3 separate regions of the Mus musculus genome follow, and regions 1 and 3 are each linked to region 2. Evidence: chromatin contacts called from public Hi-C and HiChIP or PLAC-seq data. All regions are on one chromosome and are shown on one strand. The core of a region is the stretch at or near the end of the contact, and the rest is flanking DNA. Distances in the headings are between cores, read along the strand shown. Region 1 has its middle 7.1 kb from the start of Gm12496. Region 2 overlaps Abca1 (ATP-binding cassette, sub-family A (ABC1), member 1). Region 3 overlaps Slc44a1 (solute carrier family 44, member 1).

The links. A called contact is a pair of places that touch in the nucleus more often than the background predicts. HiChIP or PLAC-seq counts read pairs in DNA pulled down with a chosen protein or histone mark.
Region 1: a contact with region 2 is called in a Hi-C map of bone marrow-derived macrophages, with 36 read pairs. The contact joins two enhancer-like sites. A contact is called at or near these places in 3 of 15 datasets of contacts at CTCF or cohesin (the G1E-ER4 cell line, the NIH/3T3 cell line and pro-B cells), 6 of 484 Hi-C or Micro-C datasets (the G1E-ER4 cell line, bone marrow-derived macrophages, embryonic stem cells and 3 more), 1 of 115 datasets of contacts at active chromatin or transcription factors (embryonic stem cells) and 1 of 9 other capture datasets (embryonic stem cells).
Region 3: a contact with region 2 is called in an H3K4me3 HiChIP or PLAC-seq map of bone marrow-derived macrophages, with 4 times the contacts expected there. The contact joins two enhancer-like sites. A contact is called at or near these places in 1 of 15 datasets of contacts at CTCF or cohesin (the NIH/3T3 cell line), 3 of 484 Hi-C or Micro-C datasets (the AtT-20 cell line, bone marrow-derived macrophages and brain) and 3 of 115 datasets of contacts at active chromatin or transcription factors (SST interneurons, bone marrow-derived macrophages and microglia).

The regions. Positions count from the first base shown.
Region 1 is chr4:53,409,435-53,412,455 of GRCm38.p6, forward strand. No RefSeq gene overlaps it. Among named protein-coding and RNA genes, the nearest start is that of Gm12496, 7.1 kb to the left of the region's middle. Within about 2 kb of position 1,512, at least 74 of the 459 cell types and tissues checked have an H3K27ac peak or open chromatin away from gene starts, as enhancers often do. A contact at or near this core is called in bone marrow-derived macrophages and neutrophils, where this site is marked.
Region 2 is chr4:53,119,188-53,122,072 of GRCm38.p6, forward strand. All of the region lies in intron 5 of Abca1 (ATP-binding cassette, sub-family A (ABC1), member 1), which reads right to left. Among named protein-coding and RNA genes, the nearest start is that of Abca1, 39 kb to the right of the region's middle. Within about 2 kb of position 1,339, at least 84 of the 459 cell types and tissues checked have an H3K27ac peak or open chromatin away from gene starts, as enhancers often do. A contact at or near this core is called in bone marrow-derived macrophages, microglia and neutrophils, where this site is marked.
Region 3 is chr4:53,510,700-53,513,590 of GRCm38.p6, forward strand. All of the region lies in intron 3 of Slc44a1 (solute carrier family 44, member 1), which reads left to right. Among named protein-coding and RNA genes, the nearest start is that of Slc44a1, 72 kb to the left of the region's middle. Within about 2 kb of position 1,627, at least 146 of the 459 cell types and tissues checked have an H3K27ac peak or open chromatin away from gene starts, as enhancers often do. A contact at or near this core is called in bone marrow-derived macrophages and microglia, where this site is marked.

The DNA of each region.
Region 1 (3,021 bases), core at 262-2,761, 290 kb after region 2:
CCCCCATTCCCCACCCCCAGGAAAATAACTCACTTGTGGTATTTAGGTGACAATATAATCTTTCATTTGTATGCTCTGTCCAATAAAAATAAGTTTTCATTTCACACCATAGTTATCATTTCCCAATTTGAAAATCTGCTACAGATTTCCAGCCAGAGAGCTGACTTCCTGAAAGAACTGAAATGTTTAGATCTTTTTCTCAGAGTGTTTTAAGCTGAAAAGGAAATAGGTCTAGAGACCTAGGAAAATAGCTCCTGCTTGAAGACTGATGATCTGGGAGGCTGTCATTGAGAAATGCCTACTTAATGAATCACCAGTCTGAGAATGAATCACCGTGCTCTGTAAATCCCAAGAAGCCTGTATTCGCAGGGAAGAGCAGAACAGGGTAGAGAAATGCATATTTTATATTTACTTATATAATATGCTCAAGGGGCTCCATGTAACGCCAGTTAATCACCCCTCACTAACAGATGAGTTTCAGATTTACCCATCCCCGAGCTGAGTAGCTAGGCTCTCAGTTCCACCACAGAGCTGAGACAGAATGGAATGAATAGATGATCTTATGCTTTGATCTTCTGTCACGGGTGGAGGGAGGAAATTGACACAGGGTCTTCCATAGCCCAGGGTCTCCTGCAGTCCAGGCTGGTGTTGAATTTGCCAAGTATCTGCAGATTTGAACTCTTGATCCCATTGCCTCTGCCTTTAGGGGGCTGTGATTACAGGAGCTTAGATCTCAAATGTTCCCAGAAAGCATGTTTGTTAAAGGCTTGTCTTCAAGCTGATGGGACTATTGGGAGCTGATAGGAAATAGTGGGAAGAAGTAGTAGGGGTGTGCCCTTGAACCTTGAAGCATATACTGGGACCCAAACTCACCCTCTCTGTCTCTGTCTCTTTCTCTGTCTCTCTGTCTCTCTCTCTCTGTTTCTCTCTCTGTTTCTCTCACTATTTTTTGTTTCTGTCTCTCTCTCTGTTTCTCTCTCTCTCTCTCTCTCTCTCTCTCTCTCTCTCTCTGTCTCCCTCTCTCTCTCACTCTCTCCCTCATCCTTTCTGGCTGCCAAGAGGCAAACAGACCTCCTCTGTCATGTGGCCCCCAGCCATGCTATTCTGCCATCACAAGCCCAAAGCAACAGGACAAATGACCACAGATGACGGAAACCTCTGAAAACCATGAGCCAAAATAATTCTTCCTTTCAAGTCGTTTACCTTGGATAGCATTCACAGCAAAGCAAAATAAATACAAGTGACTGGCAGCCCACTGCTTGTTATTTGTCTACTTGTCCTAACTTACCATGGTTGAAAGGAAAGATTATATCAAGCCTTTTTGCTCTAATTTTGAGCACAGACATGAAGGTCTCTAGAGCAATGTTGTCTTGAAGATTAGTAATGATGAAAAAGATCGTTTTCTGCCATGTCTAACAAAGTAGCTGTGACGGTAGCTAGTGTAAGCTTGAAATGCAACGAGTGTGAAGAGAGCTGGATTTCCTCTTTTATTTTAGAGTGGTTATGGGGGGAGGAGCTAACACATTGCATAATGCAGCTCTAAAATGCATATGGGGGGTGGGAAGATGGCTCAGTCAGTATAGTGTTTACCTTGTGAGCATGAGGACCTGAGTTTGTTCCCAGAACCCACATAGAAATGCCAGGGGTAGTGTCACACACATTCAATCCTAGAGCTAAGGATTGGATTCTACCGGTGCACTCCCGTTTCATTCCACAGACCAACCATCCTAGCCTACTTGGCAAGTTCAAGGTCAGTGACAGACCCTGTCTAAAAAGAAAAAAAAAGTGGTTAGCACCCTAAGAACACCACCAGTGGTTGGCTTCCCCTCCATACACATGCATAACACCTGCACATACATGAATACATACACACACACAATATATATATATATATATATATATATATATATATATATATATATATATATATATGGTTGAAGAGATGATTCATCACTTAAGAGCACTAACTGCTCATCCAGAGGACCTAGGTTTGATTCAAAAAGCCTACATGGCAACTTGCCACCATTTGTAACTCCAGCCCTGCCCTGGAAAATCCAGTGCTCTCTTCTGGCATCCAGAAGTACTAGACACTTACATGGTGCACAGACAAATATGTAGGCAAAACACTATTGACTTAAAATTATATATGTTATCAGTTTATCCAGAAAAGGCAACCAACAGTGGTCCAAATGTGATTTAAAAAAAAAAAGTACGTAGGTGGAAAAACATTATGAACTAACCAGTACCCCGGAGCTCTTGACTCTAGCTGCATATGTATCAAAAGATGGCCTAGTCGGCCATCACTGGAAAGAGAGGCCCATTGGACACACAAACTTTATATGCCCCAGTACAGGGGAATGCCAGGGCCAAAAAAAATGGGAATGGGTGGGTAGGGAAGTGGGGGGGAGGGTATGGGTGACTTTTGGGATAGCATTGGAAATGTAATTGAGGAAAATAAGTAATAAAAAATATTAAAAATTTAAAAAAAAGTACGGTAAATAGATGGGAAGGTATTTGTATGGAAAACCACAGGCCATGGGCATCTCTATTATATTATGTATAGACAATTTCTTTCCTAGCCCAAGTTCCATCTGGTAGCAGAGTGGAGGCTGGAAAGGATCCACCACTCGGCCTTCCTGTTGCCTAGGTGGCTATCTGTACTCTGTCTTTTTTTTTTTTTTTTTTGTTTAAGTTCATAAAGGAGAAGTGAGAAGAGAAATGTCCTTATGCAAATTAGGACCCTTATGACTACATTTTCCGGTTTGCTTTCTGTTGCTATGATGAAACACTGACCAAAAGCAACTTAGGGGAGGAAAGCATTCATCCGACTTCAGGTTATAAATAGTCCATTATCAAGGGAAACCAAGGGAGGTACTCAAGGCAGAAACCTGGATGCAGGAGCTGAAGTGGACAGGAGACACACAACTTAGCAGCTTGCTTCCAGACGCACCTTTCTTTCTTTTATGCAAAATTATTCTATCGCTTTGAGTATTTTGCCTGTATATATGTATGTATGTACAC
Region 2 (2,885 bases), core at 89-2,588:
TCCACTCAAACACAGGCACATCAATGCTCACTGAAGCTCTGTTCGTAACAGCTAAGTTAGAGAACCAATCTAGGGGGTCCAACCACAGAGAAAGAGGAGAAATACTTTTCAGCCATAGAGAACAAAGCTATGGCTTTTTTGAGATAATACATATAGTCAGAGATAATCCTATTAATCAAATTAAGTTAGTCTCAGAAAGAGAGATACTCTATGCTTTTCTCTCACTTATGGGTCCTAGGTTTCATATAAATACATAGAACAGAAAATAGAAGCAAATTGTCTAGGAACACAGAAGGAATAATGCCAAAGGAGGGTTGAGCAGAGGAGAGGAGAGGGTATGTGAGGAGCATCTTTAACATGTAGAATAAACCTATGTAAGTATGGCCTTACATGACATGGGACCAAACATACAATGCATACATACCTATGTTTAGTATGTCCTTTATGGCATAGGACAATACAATGCACACCTATGAATGTACCCTTACATAACATAGGACCAAACATACAATACCTATTTATGTGAATACACCCTTATATGACACGGGACCAAACATACAGAGCATACCTATGTGAGCAAATCCTTATATGACATGAAACGATGTACAATGAATTTATACTATTGGGGGATATCTTTTAATGCAAAATGGCGTTGCTACCCTGTCCAACCTTGTCTGTAGACAGAGTCAATTGAACACTGTCTTTTGGGACTTCCGTGCAACTGAGGTGGGCGGGCTTGAAGCACAAAGCTTTCAGGGAGAACCAAACTCTATGCCCAAGCTGCTCTCTGCCACCCACAGGGTAAACGAATCTCATACAGGAAAGGCAGGAGACATGTGACACTGTTGTCTGGTGGTCACAAGTCAAGCTTTTTAAAAAGCAGCCTGATATTGTGAGCTAACATGGCTTTCTGTAATTGAATGCAATTGTATTTTCTATGCTTGTCTGGGTAAAGTTGACCTTTGGTTTGATTTAGCTCAAGCAATATTTCAACAGTGCACTGGGGCACTGCTTTGGCTAGAGCCAGGCCTCTGCCCTGGATGGCAACCAACAGCCCAGGCTCTGGGGCACAGCCGGGCTTTGACAGGTCTGGGGAAATGTTCAGGGAGATGAAAGGTTTCAAACTATAAAACTCTAAAATCTCAAGTCAAAACTTTTGACAAGCACACACAGGACATGAATTACAATCACCCGAAGATTTTTACAGGCTTCTCAATTTTAATGACATGCTGACACGCGTCATCAGATCTCACAACAAGATGACACATGGGTGTCAGGTATGAGGACAGAAGACTAGAGTTCGGGGCTGTAAACCCAACTTGAGCAACTGCTCTGATGAAACAAAGGGCAGAATTTCAGGCAAAAGGGAGAAGTAGCTGTGAGTCACGAGATGGTCTTTAGAGCTAGGCCTCCGGGAAAAGTCCCCTAGTGTCTGCTACGCAGGAAGCTTGGACGCGTAGCCTAAAAGGGAAGGAAAGCTGACAGAAGCTCTCTCATCCTCCTCACCCCAGCCTGTCTGTGTGTGGGGACCTCGTAGGTGTCAAGGGCAGCTCTCCCTAGGATGTAACAGCGACAAAGTATGAAAGACTGAAATTCTACTCTTGCCAGCCGTTGCCAATGGTGGTTTCTCAGGCAAGGTACTTAGCCTCTCTGAATTTCATGTGCACAAAGAGAAATGGCCTTCCTCCCGTAACTGCAAACACAGTGAAGGAAGGAAGAGATCTCACACTTCCTGTGTATCAGGTTGGTATGGGAAGGCCTTGTTCCTATTGGCTCATTTCCTTGAGGAGTCCCATCCCTGGGGAGGTGCTAGCATTGTCACCTCTTGAGGAAAGTGAGGCACAGGAATGTTACATGGTTAGGCATGGGTATAACTGACCAACTACAGAAGCCAGGCTTGAACCCAGCCATCCTGACTCTCACGTTCAGGGGATATTTAAAAGTTATTCACTGTTCATCAACACCTGTTCTCCAACCCCTGCCTCAGCCAAGTTCCTTGCCTTATCACCACAACCACCCTGGCTCCTGGAGTTTATGTCTTATCAGGACTTGTCAGTATCAACAGACAGGCAAAATGGCACGGCCATTTTCCCTAACTGAAAACCCTTGGCTTGCAGATGGAAAGGCACAGATAACCTGGGTCCAAGCCACAATGGAAAGGCCAAGCCAGCCACGCCATTGCCTCAACACAACACCTAGCTAAAGAGACAGAGACAAGCAGACATAACTCAGCATACACAACACTGCCCTGGATCTCCTCCCCTCTCAACCTCAACAACCTAGACACATAATCCAGTCCAGAGCCCAAGATTCACCCTGGTTCTTTCTCGGAAAAGTTTTCAGAGCTAGAGGGCATCTGCACCCTGGAGAGAAAACATCTGAAAAGCCCCTGAACCAGAGATGGGGCAGGGGTAGGGGTTATCAACTGTCCATAGTCTGTACTAATGGAAGCAGAAGAGAACATAGGCTGCAACAGAAAACCATGTGGGGTGGACAGTGCCCGACTTGAAAGAGCACAGCTCTCATGGAGGGTGTCACTTCCATGGGCTGTGGAGCACAGGCACACACAGGTACAGCCCATCCCTCAACCGCCCCAGCAACCTTTCCTGACCCAAACACAAAGGACCAGAAAAATAGTCGTCTGCAGTCCCTAAAGTACCTTCTGGGCTTCAGGACTTAAAGTGTATCAATGTGGCTGTCACTTGGGACAGAGCCAGACACCCAGAGAGCTAAGAACTAAGAACTAGGAGCTAGGATCTTGGCTGAGTCCCATGCACACAAGAGATCAGCTATCTGGCATCCAGCCACACCACAGAACCGATAGCCCTAGCCACAGCACTCGGGTCATGCCACAGCTGTAAAGAATGCAGAACTTCTACAGGACC
Region 3 (2,891 bases), core at 377-2,876, 390 kb after region 2:
GGCTGCCCTTGAACTTAACTTAAGACTATCTGGCCCAGCCTCCCAAGTACTGGGATTAGAAGCATGAGCCACATGCCTGCCTAGCAAGTATGGCCATATTTATAATTATATTGTTTACTTAATTCTGTATCTGGCAGAGAGCATGTTTAAAATTTTTATGTTGAATAACAATATTTTCACCTTAAATATCTTCTCCCCTACTTCCTTTCCACCTCATTTTTACCTGGCAAAATTTACACAAGTGTCATCTTTTTAGTGATTCCATAAATGATAATGGATTCCTTTTTCATTGCAGGCATTATTTAGGTACTGAGGGTATAGAAATAGATTCAATAGTCAACCAGCCCTGCTCTCCTAGAGTTGATTGCTACTGGTGGAGATTGATAGTAACACATATGTAAGTGCTGAGGAGCAAATAAGGCTGGTTTTCTCTCTCTCTCTCTCTCTCTCTCTCTCTCTCTCTCTCTCTCTCTCTCTCTCTCTCTCTCTCTCTCTCTCCCTCTCTCTCTCTCTCCCCCTCTCTCTGTCTCTGTCTCTGTGTGTGTGTGTTGAGGGGCAGGGTTTCACAGCCTAGTTTAGGTTGACCTCAGATTAGCACTTTCCAGTCTCAGCCCCTGTGTCTCCTGATGCTGTCCCTAGTCTGTTCATGACAGCAGTGCACGGTCACCGCTTAGAGCTCCCTCTTCCTAATGCTGCCACAGTGACAAATCTCAAGGTGTGTTTTTGGTTTTTATTTTGTTTTGTTTTGTTTTTGTCTTTGTTTTCTAGTGTTTTTTGCTTGAGCGGGTATTGAACCTTTGAATACATGCTAAGCAAGTGCTATAGCACTGAGCTACATCCCCACCCTTGCACATGGACTCTTGAGGGACAGATATTGAAGCTGTAGAAGTACATGTGCTTATGGGCAGAGGGAGACTGTTGCAACCATCGTACAACCCCCTAGATCACAATCTACTCTTAGTCACTGTGCCCAGCCAGCCTCTCTTAATTCTGTTGTTCCAGAGTGTTGGGGGGCAAGCATGTTTTATTAATGGTGTGTTGTTGTAGTTAGCTAGGTTAGTTTGTAGTTAGCTTGGTTTGGGTATGCACTTCCCATAGTTCTGTGGGTTAAATAAGATGGCCCTCCTTGGGACACTTGGATCCTGGCCCCGTGTGATGCCTGGACTTGCCTTTCCTTGTCTTTCCTCCTCCTCCATGGAAGGAAGAGGTCTCTTTGGGCAGAACTCTTCCGAGGGTAGAGAACAGATCCTCTGCAGCCTGCATTTAGAATCAGCAGAAGGCCTGCATTGCTGTTATTTAGCAGTAGCAGAAGGGTCTGCATCGCTGCTGGGTATTTTATTTTGGTGACTCACTAAGGGCAACGTGCTCCATAGAAAGGGGCTGTACATTATAAACTGATTCCAGGTAATAATTGGACAAATGATCAGACTCCATTTTTATTCCCCTCTGGGGAAGACATGTGTCAGGACTCGCTAAAGCGGAAGCATCCGAGGGGCTTTGCTGCCAGCTTCTCAGCCTTAGTGCCGCAGTGCTTGATTAGAGAGGAGAGAAGCCAAATCCGGCAGGAGGCGGCCAGCAGACCTGGTATCTGTTTGCCACCTCTTGCTCCAAAAAAGCCTTACTGCAGAGTTGCCATGGCAGCAGGAGGCAATTTAATGGCAAGGGCTCATCTCTGGATCCGCACTGCTGTGCCCAGCTTTTCCCCCTGGCCTTCAGTTTGATCAGCTGCTTACACCAGGGCCTTACTGTGAGGTGTCCTTGTAGCTACACATTGCCTTATGGAGCAAAGTGTGAGATCCCCTGAATTCTCAGGACAGCCACCTCTCCCCCCCACCCCCCAAACACTTCTCCTCGGCACATATCTCTTTGATGTTCCACCCTAGAGTCAGCCCTATCCGATCATTTGCAGTTCCTTAAATATGCTCTTTCATGCTTCTGCGCTTTTAGGCATGCGGTTTCCTCTGCCCGAGTGCTCCCTTCCCCATCTGTCTGGAAAATTCCTACTCAATTTCAAAATGCAGCTTAGACTCCTCCTCCCCCTCCCTCATGCTCTCTCTCACCCTCTTTCCTCCTTGCAGATCTGTACAGCTTCTACAGCCATCTCAACCTCGTCACGTGGGGTTGAAATGACTCGTTGTACTCCTGCCTCTTTTTCTGTAGTCTGAGAGTTATTTGCATTCAAAATTTGTGTTTTGTAGATTTTTGCACTGAAAGGGCCTTTCCTGGGAGTAATATGTAACAATGTTTGTGGAATTACGGGATGCTTTTTTGTGAATTAAGTCCTGTCTAATGCTAATCCTTTGAGTGCTGTTCCCTACAAAGGTAAACCACTGCATTGTAAGTAGTCAGAGTTCCTTCTGCTACAGACCTGATGGACCAGCCAGCCATCAACCTGACACTGGTGGCTGTGCCCTGTCTTTCCAGTTAGGATCAGAGAGAATAACATTTGTGGGTCAGACTTTACGTCTATGCGATCTCCAATTGTTACCCACCATCTGGATCCCTCCGTGGGCTATTGAATTGTAGTATGCTGAGGACACAGCCTCTGAGGCTTTGTGAGATACAGTAACTCCTTGGTAAATCTCATTTTCTCTACCTTCTTCTCTTCTTGGTGGGGACAGTAAAAGCCAAATAGAGGTTCAAGCCACCGTTAAACATGTAGCAGCATCTAACTGGGTTTCATCATCTCACTCTGAGCACAGCTTTTCAAGTTACTCCTTTCCTGTGGCTCTTTTCCTTTTCCTGACCGCCTGTGATTTATGGCTTGCGCCTTCCCTGTTGCCCATTCTCATGTTTGGTGCCTATGTCCTGTGTACTGTGCAGACACGCTGCTTTTTGTGGGTATTCTAACCTTTCTTTCCTCCTGGAAAGAATTTGGTATTTCCAGATTT